Linked DNA regions of Hordeum vulgare: region 1 is linked to region 2. Evidence: chromatin contacts called from public Hi-C data. All regions are on one chromosome and are shown on one strand. Each heading gives the region's core, a stretch centred on a gene start, on an enhancer-like site or on the middle of the called end of the contact. The rest is flanking DNA. Distances are from core to core; before and after follow the strand shown.

Evidence for each region. Hi-C and Micro-C count contacts between places; a contact is called where the count stands out from the background.
Region 1: a Hi-C map of leaf shows a contact between it and region 2, with 9 times the contacts expected there. The contact joins the promoter of LOC123446570 here to the promoter of LOC123450590 in region 2. A contact is called at or near these places in 2 of 6 Hi-C or Micro-C datasets (leaf and seedling) and 1 of 1 datasets of contacts at active chromatin or transcription factors (embryo).

Annotation. Positions count from the first base shown.
Region 1 is chr4H:435,918,704-435,923,538 of MorexV3_pseudomolecules_assembly, reverse strand. LOC123446570 reads left to right here and starts at 3,234. Exons shown (of 1, transcript XM_045123143.1): 1 at 3,234-4,159. The coding sequence starts at 3,406. The coding sequence ends at 4,011.
Region 2 is chr4H:435,639,216-435,643,957 of MorexV3_pseudomolecules_assembly, reverse strand. LOC123450590 reads left to right here and starts at 1,775. Exons shown (of 1, transcript XM_045127760.1): 1 at 1,775-2,566. The coding sequence starts at 1,775. The coding sequence ends at 2,314.

The DNA of each region.
Region 1 (4,835 bases), core at 1,985-4,484, 280 kb before region 2:
TAGGAAGCAACTTAGTCAACAGGCACTAGTACCTTCAACATTTTTATTCAGAAGAACAACTGTGAGGATCATGGGGAGACCCAGGTGTGCATGGTGAGCATCCAGACATTTTGGAGAGATCTGTTCTCTATACTTGAGTAATACTAAACGTATTTAATAAAGAAAACAAATGAACTTATATAAAAGAACAAAAAGAAGTTAAAAATACCAGCAGTGTCTCGCCTGTTTAGTAGAAAAATTCAGTTATTGCTTTTGTAATATAAATAAAATTATTATTTCAAGCATGCCTTCTACAGTATGCCGTTAATTGGGAAGATCCAGACTGGGTCTTGACTTTTCGAAGGTCCTTGGATCTGGACCTGCTTCGTCTATCTAGGCTTTGTTGTGCTGTCTAATTCTTTTTGGCAGGTGGGCAATCTAGCCCTGCTATTTCGTGGCCGCTACCTCTTCATTCTTGATGGATCATTCGTGGTAAGCAGGTAATTCTTTGTTGGGCTAATGGCATCACACCAATCAGTACCGAACGATATTATAATCTCCTCAGGTGGTGACTGGTGACAGCAGTGATCTGAAGTAGCGCGGTCACCGTTGGCTCGTTTTGTTCAGTTTGCATATCTCCCATGCTGCATGATTCCAAAAAAAATTTCAGGTGAACTGTCTTGTTCAGCGAAGCCTTAGCACAAAAGCAACAAGGGATTCCCGAGGCTGCAGCTATATGACAACAGAGCTGTAGGTGTTTGGCAAGCAGTTTGGTAGTACTTGCATAGTGGCATGACAGGCTTGGGTTTTCCAGCGTGTGACCGCTGTGTCTAGTTGTCAGCCAGGATTTGTGGCAGTGCCATGTGACCCCATGAATCGGAGTCGTATAAGAAATTTGTTTGCTTTCTGTGTTTATATGATTTGTGAAACTTCACGGGAAGCTTCGGGCTAGTGCCCCTCTTAGCGCATCTCCAACAGAGCCCGTATTTTTTTGACCCGCATAAATCATTTACAGTTTGATCAAGCGGAGTTTTACGGGGCTAAATCGTGTGTTGTAGAATAGATCCCGTATATGAAACTGTATAATTAAAAAAACTTTCGTGATAAAAATTGCAACGATAATGATCATTCATAGTTCATAACATACTACATGATCATACATACCACATTTTATTTTGCACAACTACTAGAGAAGGATCGAGCTAAGCTAACCCTATCGGAGCTCACCGGAGCTAATAACTACCCTACCGCACTACGCAAAACTGAGCTTACCGAAGCTCGTGTGGTAGTTGTTCAGCGGCAGCGCTTGGTCGTCGGAGGAGGAGCAGAGGTTGATGTAGATGCGCATGCGCTCATATTCAGTGGCTTCGTGGTGCCACTCCTCCACCTTGTCACCGAAGGCGAGGGTCGATGCGACACCCTGCTCGTAGAGCACGGTGTCGATCTCCTCGTCCCTCCGGCGACGCTGCCGGTCCTTTTCTGCCTCCCGCGCACTGCGTGCTAACAACACGTGCAAAAGGGTGTCCGCCTCCGTCGGGGGGATGAAGTCCTTCGGTCCAACGACGCCCCCGGCACAGCGCTTCGCCCCTGCCTCGGCCTCCGGCTCCATCTTTACCAAAGGCAGCTCCCTCTTCACCTGGGGGAGGGAGGAGCGCTAGTGCGAGCTCGATGCCTCAGAGGAGCTGACAGAGAAAAGGCGGCTGCGCGCACGGTCGTACTCCTTTGTCTCAAGGCGGCGACTAGCCCCAGCGTGTGTACCGCAGGGCGGCACGCTTCCGCGTCGCGTCGGATCTGACGCAACGCGCCTTCTCGGGGTCGTCGTTGCCACGGCCATCGGAGTTGGCCATCTCGGGCGGTGGATTGAAGGGGCGAAGCGGCGGATTGGAGGGGCGCGGTGGATCTGAGGCGACGGCAGTGAGGGGTGGGGATTTTTTGCGGCGGCGGAGGGATATGTTCGGACCTGTATCCAGAAGCCGAATCCGCAGATATAGTGATCACGAGTCTCATTTAGGCCACCGTAAAAAATTTACGATCGGAATTTTACAGTTTCAATGATTATAGAGGGTTGCTAGAGATGCTCTTAGCTTGGTTGTGTCTTGATTTTCAAGGCTAGTTGCTGTGCAGTGACTTTCGGCTCTTTTGTACTGGCTGAGGAAATTTGTATTCTCCATCATTTTTCTTTTTTGGCAATGCTCATCAGGACGGTAAATTCTCCGGCTTCAGTTCTTCAGTCTGTTTTGCGTTGGGCTTGTGCACATTCATGTGCTTGGACGCAGCGTCGAGACCGCGTACACGGTTTCACCTGTGCGGCAAGACACTGTGGACCTCTTGGCCTGGCACGTACCCCTGTGAGGTGGGCGTGGGCTTGGATACCTGGCCACTATTGTGAAGCTGCTACTACCGCGGGGATTACGCTGGTAGTTGGGTTTCAAGTCTTCATAGTCCACACTGCCACGCGGTTTACATCTTAATTAAGCAAGGCCATGTTCCACGCTGATTAGCAGCTAGAGTTAACTCCATGCCATAGGAACGTAAAATAGGGAAACGCGTAGCTGTAGAAATAGTAGTTTTTTTCTAAATATATATAAGGGTGATTGGTTAAGAAGGAATGATGCGTCATTTGGGAAGCGTTCGTAGAGAAACAAGTAGTACTAAAACAAATCGTTTTGAGACGCTATACCACGTGATCTTCAGCTCCACCTCACCACAACTCACAGGTGACTACTTCCTCTATACCGAAATACTTATAGCAGAAAAAACTAGTACAAATTCCTTCAACTACAAGTACTTCGATACAGAAAAAATAGTAGATAAAAACAGAACGCACCTGTGCGGCGAAAAGCTACAGTTTATGCACAGCCAGTGGGCTAATTACGCGAAGTACCAAGGAGATCACACGGGAGCTTCAGTCTCCATTATTCACACCCTGTTCCTGTACATCAGTACATTGATGAAGGCAAAGCAAAACGCCCCTGTCATGGATGGAAACCAGGAAACGGGAACCCACGGCCACGGGACAGACAGTGGAAACGGGCCCCACGTTCGGAGACGCGTCCTAGCCGCCGTCCGTGAGCCCGATGAGGCGCCGCACTATGTGGCGCCCCTCCTGGCGGCCGGGCCCCACACGCCATGACTGCAATCATCCGCTGCTGCTCCAGCGTATGCCAACTGCCACGCAAGATGCAGGTAACTGACGCGCTCGCTTCTCTTCGCTCCCGCTCCCGCCTCAGGACACAAGGCAAAGCATCCCAGCCGATCGAGCTCCCTATTTATGCAGCGCGCCCCGCCACACTCATCCCATCACCAACTTTCTCAACCGAACAAACCTCCATAGCAAAAGCAAAAGCAAAAGCAAAGAGCGGAGCAGCTACACAGCCCTCGCGATCATTTTGCTGAATCCACGGCACGCATATAAACATAAACGCAATGGCGGCGCCGGCGATGTTTCCTAAGGCGACGAGGAAGGCCACCGTTGGCGGCCGGCGCGCGTGGCGGCTGCTGCGGCTGGCGGTGCTCTGGGCGCGGAAGGGGAGCGCGGCGCAGAGCCTCCGCCTGCTCAAGACGCTGCGGCACAGCCGCGTCGGCGGCGGGCGCGACGACCGGCTGCGCTACGGCGAGCGGGAGTTCTCCATCGACGAGACGCCGGCGTTCCGGTTCCGCACCCCCTCCGCGCGCGTGCTCCGCTTCATCCCCTGTATCGCGCCCTCCGTCCCGGACACCCCCGGCGTCTACGGCGATGACCGCTACTTCTTCTGCGACGACCGCGAGCGGGACGCGAGCTGCGCCCGGGACTTGTACGATGACCAGCCGAGCGAGTGCGGCCTGGAGAGCTTCGACAATGGCGCGGACGAGCGCGCGATGATGGAGGCGAGCGTCGCCGTCGGCTCATCGGGGGCCGTGGAGGGCGGCGAGGATGCCGGGGTGGACGTGAAGGCGGACGAGTTCATCGCAAAGTTCTACGCGCAGATGAAGCTGCAGCGCCAAATCTCGTGGCTGCAATACAACGAGATGATGGAAAGGAGCGTCTGCTAGAACAATAGTGTTAAGGTTGTTTGTTTGAATCATCAAAATCTTGAGTTTTGGGTTCGTCCATGTCAATTGCAAGTTAGATAAACACAAAATACAGTAAACCGTACTTGTACACAGATATATATATGTGCATATATTTCTCTTGATTTCATTCAGATGAGTGCAGTTTGATTGGTCACATTGTGTTAAGAAATTAGGCACAATTTCCATGATTAATTCCAGAATATAAAGCATGACGATAGCAACTACTAACATGTGAAACTCTATCATACTAGATGCAGGAGACAACATGAATAGCAGCAAGACCGTGTAGCAAAACATGTACGCATCTAACATGTTCATCAGGCTAACGAGAACACGACGCACGTACCGAACGTTTGTAGAGGAAGCAGATGTGTTCGGTGCAGACGCGTTGTTGACGATGACGTTGGCGATGATGGGACGAAGTAGACGACGTTTGAGGCGGCGGTACGCAGCACCGCCCGACTTGCTTGGTAGACGACCCGTTGTGGAAGCAGCGTGCAGTCGCGCAAAGCGCTTCCCAAAAACCTAATTCGCCTTCTCCCGTACAGGATCACAAAGGCGACTGGTTTCGGAGACCTGCTCTCCCGTTCGCCGTTGGACGCCGGCGCTCGGGATGAGGTAGACTACGATGGCGGCGCAAGTTGTGAGACGAGGCAAAACCCTAGATGGTTTTCGGTGCGTCTTTGGCCGACCCCGATAAGCTGTATATATACGAGGACCAAGGTCGGTTCCGTGTCGCGATCACGTCTCAAACCGACTTGGTTTCCAAGTCGTATACTTACCGGACAAGTAATTAACTTGTC
Region 2 (4,742 bases), core at 526-3,025:
GCTTAGGTGCTTGTCTCAGACCATATAAAGATTTCAGCAACTTACACACCTTTCCTTCCTGACCTTCTATCACAAAGCCATCTGGCTGTTGCATATAAATTTCCTCATTTAGCTCTCCATTCAGGAAAGCCGTCTTAACGTCCATTTGATGAACGAGAAGACCATGAGAGGCCGCCAATGAGAGTAGTACTCTAATGGTGGTCAGTCTAGCCACAGGTGAATAAGTATCGAAGAAATCTTCCTCTTCTTTCTGGGCATAGCCCTTGGCCACAAGCCTAGCCTTGTACTTTTCAATTGTACCGTCGGGCCTAAGCTTCTTTTTGAACACCCACTTGCATCCCAATGGTTTGCAACCATAGGGACGATCAGTGATTTCCCATGTCCCGTTAGCCATGATGGAGTCCATAACATACATCTCACTCCCAGCATCGGTGGCCCCGAATTTAGATTCGAGCGCCTCCCACAAGTCCTTGGCAACATGCATATGTAAATATGCATCAACCAGCTTATCTCCGATCACGCTAATGACTGCTCCAAGGAATAGGACGGTGGCCTCCTTAAACATCTTCTCCTGTTCAGGAGTGATAGTTTCCGTAGGAGTGACACCGGCTACCCAGAACACGTTCATAGCCGTGAGCCATAAGGTGGTTCTCGTTTGCCAACGCTTGAAAAAGGTACCGGTAAACTTATCCGGTTTCAGTGCAGCAGCAAAACCATTACTCGAAAAATTCCTACAGACATTAGGTTTTTGGATTGTTGAGTAAATAGGCAATTTTCCGAGTAGATTAATCCACAAAATAATAACTAGCATGGCATTGACTAGACTAATGACATACTGATCTTGAAGTACCTTTCAAGTAGCGCATAATTCTTTCAACAGCACGCCAATGAACTTCGCCCGGGTTTGCAACAAACCGGCTAAGTTTGCTCACAGCAAACGCGATGTCAGGCCTTGTTGCGCTAGCTAGGTACATAAGTGAACCGATAATTTGAGAGAATCTCAATTGATCTATAGCTGTGCCTTTAAACTTTCGAATAAGCACACTAGGATCATATGGTGTTTGACAAATCTTGCAGTCTGAATATCCAAAGCGAATCAAAATCTTGTCAACATAGTGGGATTGCAGAAGTGTAATCCCACCCTCATCATCTCTCAATAGCTTGATGTTCAAGATAACATCAGCCACCCCAAGGTCCTTCATCTCAAAGTTTTGAGACAGAAAGGACTTAACCTCCTCAATTACTTTGAGGTTGGTTCCAAATATCAGTATGTCATCAACATACAAGCACAATATAACTCCTTCGCCCCCACCATGGCGATAGTATACACATTTGTCAGCTTCATTAACAACGAAGCCAACAGATGTCAGAGTTGTATTAAACTTCTCATGCCATTGCTTAGGTGCTTGTCTCAGACCATATAAAGATTTCAGCAACTTACACACCTTTCCTTCCTGACCTTCTATCACAAAGCCATCTGGCTGTTGCATATAAATTTCCTCATTTAGCTCTCCATTCAGGAAAGCCGTCTTAACGTCCATTTGATGAACGAGAAGACCATGAGAGGCCGCCAATGAGAGTAGTACTCTAATGGTGGTCAGTCTAGCCACAGGTGAATAAGTATCGAAGAAATCTTCCTCTTCTTTCTGGGCATAGCCCTTGGCCACAAGCCTAGCCTTGTACTTTTCAATTGTACCGTCGGGCCTAAGCTTCTTTTTGAACACCCACTTGCATCCCAATGGTTTGCAACCATAGGGACGATCAGTGATTTCCCATGTCCCAACAGCTGGCGGTGCTCCGGGCGCGGAAGGGAGTCGTGGTGCATGGCCTCCGCCTGCTCAAGACCCTGGGACGCAGCGGGCGCAGCGACCGGCTGCGCTTCGGTGAGCGCGAGTTCTCCATCGACGAGACGCCTGCGTTCCGGTTCCGCGCCCCCTCCGCGCGCGTGCTCCGCTTCATCCCCTGCGTCGCCCCCGCCGTCCCGGACACCCCCGACGACTACAGTGGCGACCGCTACTTTTTCTGCGACCCCCGCGAGAGGGACGCGGGCAGCGTCGGGGACTGCCACGGCGCCGGGCCGAGCGAGTACGGCGTCGAGAACCTCGACGATTGCGTGGAGGAGGAGCTGCTCCAGCGGGCAGTGATGGGAGCGAGCTACGCCAACTTCGGCGCCGCGGAACAAGAGGACTGCGAGGACGCCGGGGTGGATGGGAAGGCGGAGGAGTTCATCGCCAACTTCTACTCGCAGATGAGGCTGCAGCGGCAGATCTCCTGGCTCCAGTACAACGAGATGATGCATAAGAGCATCTGCTAGACAAGGCGTGTTTTATCTTTTTTTCCACTTCAAACCTCCTCTATTCATTTACAAGCATAGGAATTACGGCCATTGGGGCCGGATCTAGCCAAGTATTAGGAGGAAGCAAGTTAATTATCCTTGCGCACTAAATAGCCAAAAAATATCTTTGAGGGACCTAACAAAGAAAATAGTACCTCCGTCCGGAAATACTTGTCCTAGAGATAAATGTATCTAGACTTATTTTAATTGTAAATACATTTATTATATGCATTTTAAGACAAGTATTTTCGGACAGAGGGAGTATCATTTTAAGGGTAATTTTTTGGAGTAATGCTACATATATTATCGTTCTGCTTGGTATCCCGTTAAAGACAAAGACAACTCAAATTAGTCCATTACCTTTTGATAAGAAAGGACATGACATTTGTTTTGGCTCCCATGAACATATGCTTCCGGATGAACGGTATTGTGAGATAAAATGTTTAAAAGAAGTTCTAATTTCGTTGTAAATGATTGTATTAGTATCGCGAACATGCATGACAAATTTCACGCGATAAGGAGCAACGGTATTTCTTCAATAAGAAAATAAATTTGGAGTGACATTTTGGATAACTTTCAACGTTTAATTTTTTTTCACAAGCTAAAATGTTTAATTTTTTGCCCTAAATTAATAGATAGCATTTGAATGTGTCTAACTACACAAATAAATTTTATCTTTATTTTTTTTTTGGCTCCGGAAGCATATGCTCTAAGGAGCCGAATTGACTTTCTCAGAAATGATGATCATGTATCAGAAAATCTTTGTCCATCAAACACGATGTACACCTGTACGGCAAGCTGGGATGGCCCATCTTTTTTTCCATCCAGATCATCTGATGTGTTCACATGCCTCTTTCACGGGAATCCCCTATTTGCCGCTTTTTGCGGTAAATAGTCGAGCAACGCACACGACCTGGTGGCTTCAACGGCGAAGGATTCTATTGGACTGGCCCATTTATTCAATGATCTCGGTTTTGAGAATCTTTTCCAGCAGGGTTTTTCCGGTTTTAGGAAACTTCTAGAAGGTTTCTAAATCTTTATTTTTTATGTTTCATTTTTGTAATTTTCTGTTTCTGTATTAAAAATGTTTTGGATTTTCAAAAGATGTTTTGGATTTTCAAAACATGTTCTTCAAATACGAAAAATATTACTAAATTTCAAAATATGTTCTTACCCTTAAAAAGGTTTCAAACTCAAAAACTTTCACTTTTTAAAACTTCTTTCGTAAATTTGGAAAAAATCGTTCTTCAAATTCGAAAAATGTTGTTGCTTTTTAAAAAAATGTTCTGGATTTTCCAAAAAATGTTCTGGACTTTCAAAAAATGCTTGAGTCTTCCAAAAAATGATATGGTTTGTAAATTAGAAAAATGTTTGAAAATTGTTCTTGCTTTGGAAATTTATTCTTGATTAAAACAAATTTTAAAAATAGTTCGGGCTTCCAAATTTATTTACGATTTTACAAAATTGTTGTTGTTTTAAAAAGAAATTCAAGATTCAATTTTTTTATGATTTCAAATTTGATATCCATTTTAAAAAATGTGCAAAATTGTTTAAGTTTCCAAATTTGTTTGGGTTTTCAAAATTATTCTCCATTTCAAATTTTGTTCTCAAGATTTCAAAAATGTTCGGGCTTTCAAAAATTTTGCGCTTCCAAATTTGCTCACGATTTTATGAAATTATTCTCGGTTCCGAAATTTGTTCTCAAAATTCAAAAAATGTTAGTGCTTCAAAATTTGTTTGCGGTTTTAAATTTGTTTGGGTTTTCAAAAATTGTTCTCTTTTTCAAAAATTTCTTCTCAAGATTCAAAAATTGTTCATACTTTAAAAAATTGTTCGTGCTTTCGTATTTCCTCACGATTTCTCAAAATCGTTCTCAGTGTCAAAATTTGTTCTCAAAATTCAAAAACTGTTAGTGCTTTCAAAATTTGTTCGTGCTTTCAAATATGTTTGGGTTTTTTCCAAATTGATCTCCTTTTCAAAATATAGTTCTTAAGATTCAAAAAATATTCGTGCTTTGAAAAATTGTTCGCGTTCCCAAATTTATTCACAACTTTTCATAAATTATTCTTCAAATTAATGTTTTCGCTTCATATACAAAAACAAAAGGAAAAACGAACGAAAAATAGGAAATAAACAGCAAATGTTCTGGATTGTCAAAAAATGTTCTTCAAATTCGCAAAATGTTCCTTCTTTTTTAAAAACATGATCTAGATTTTCATATAATGTTCTAGATTTTCATATAATGTTCTAGATTTTCACAAACTGTTCTTCAAATTTCAAAAATGTTTTTTGTTTTTATAAAAATGTTCTGGATTTGCAATAATTGTTCTGGACATTTTAAAATGTTTTTCAAAAAATATTCTCATTTTCGAAATTTCTTCTCAAGATTCTAAACTTTTTTGTGCTT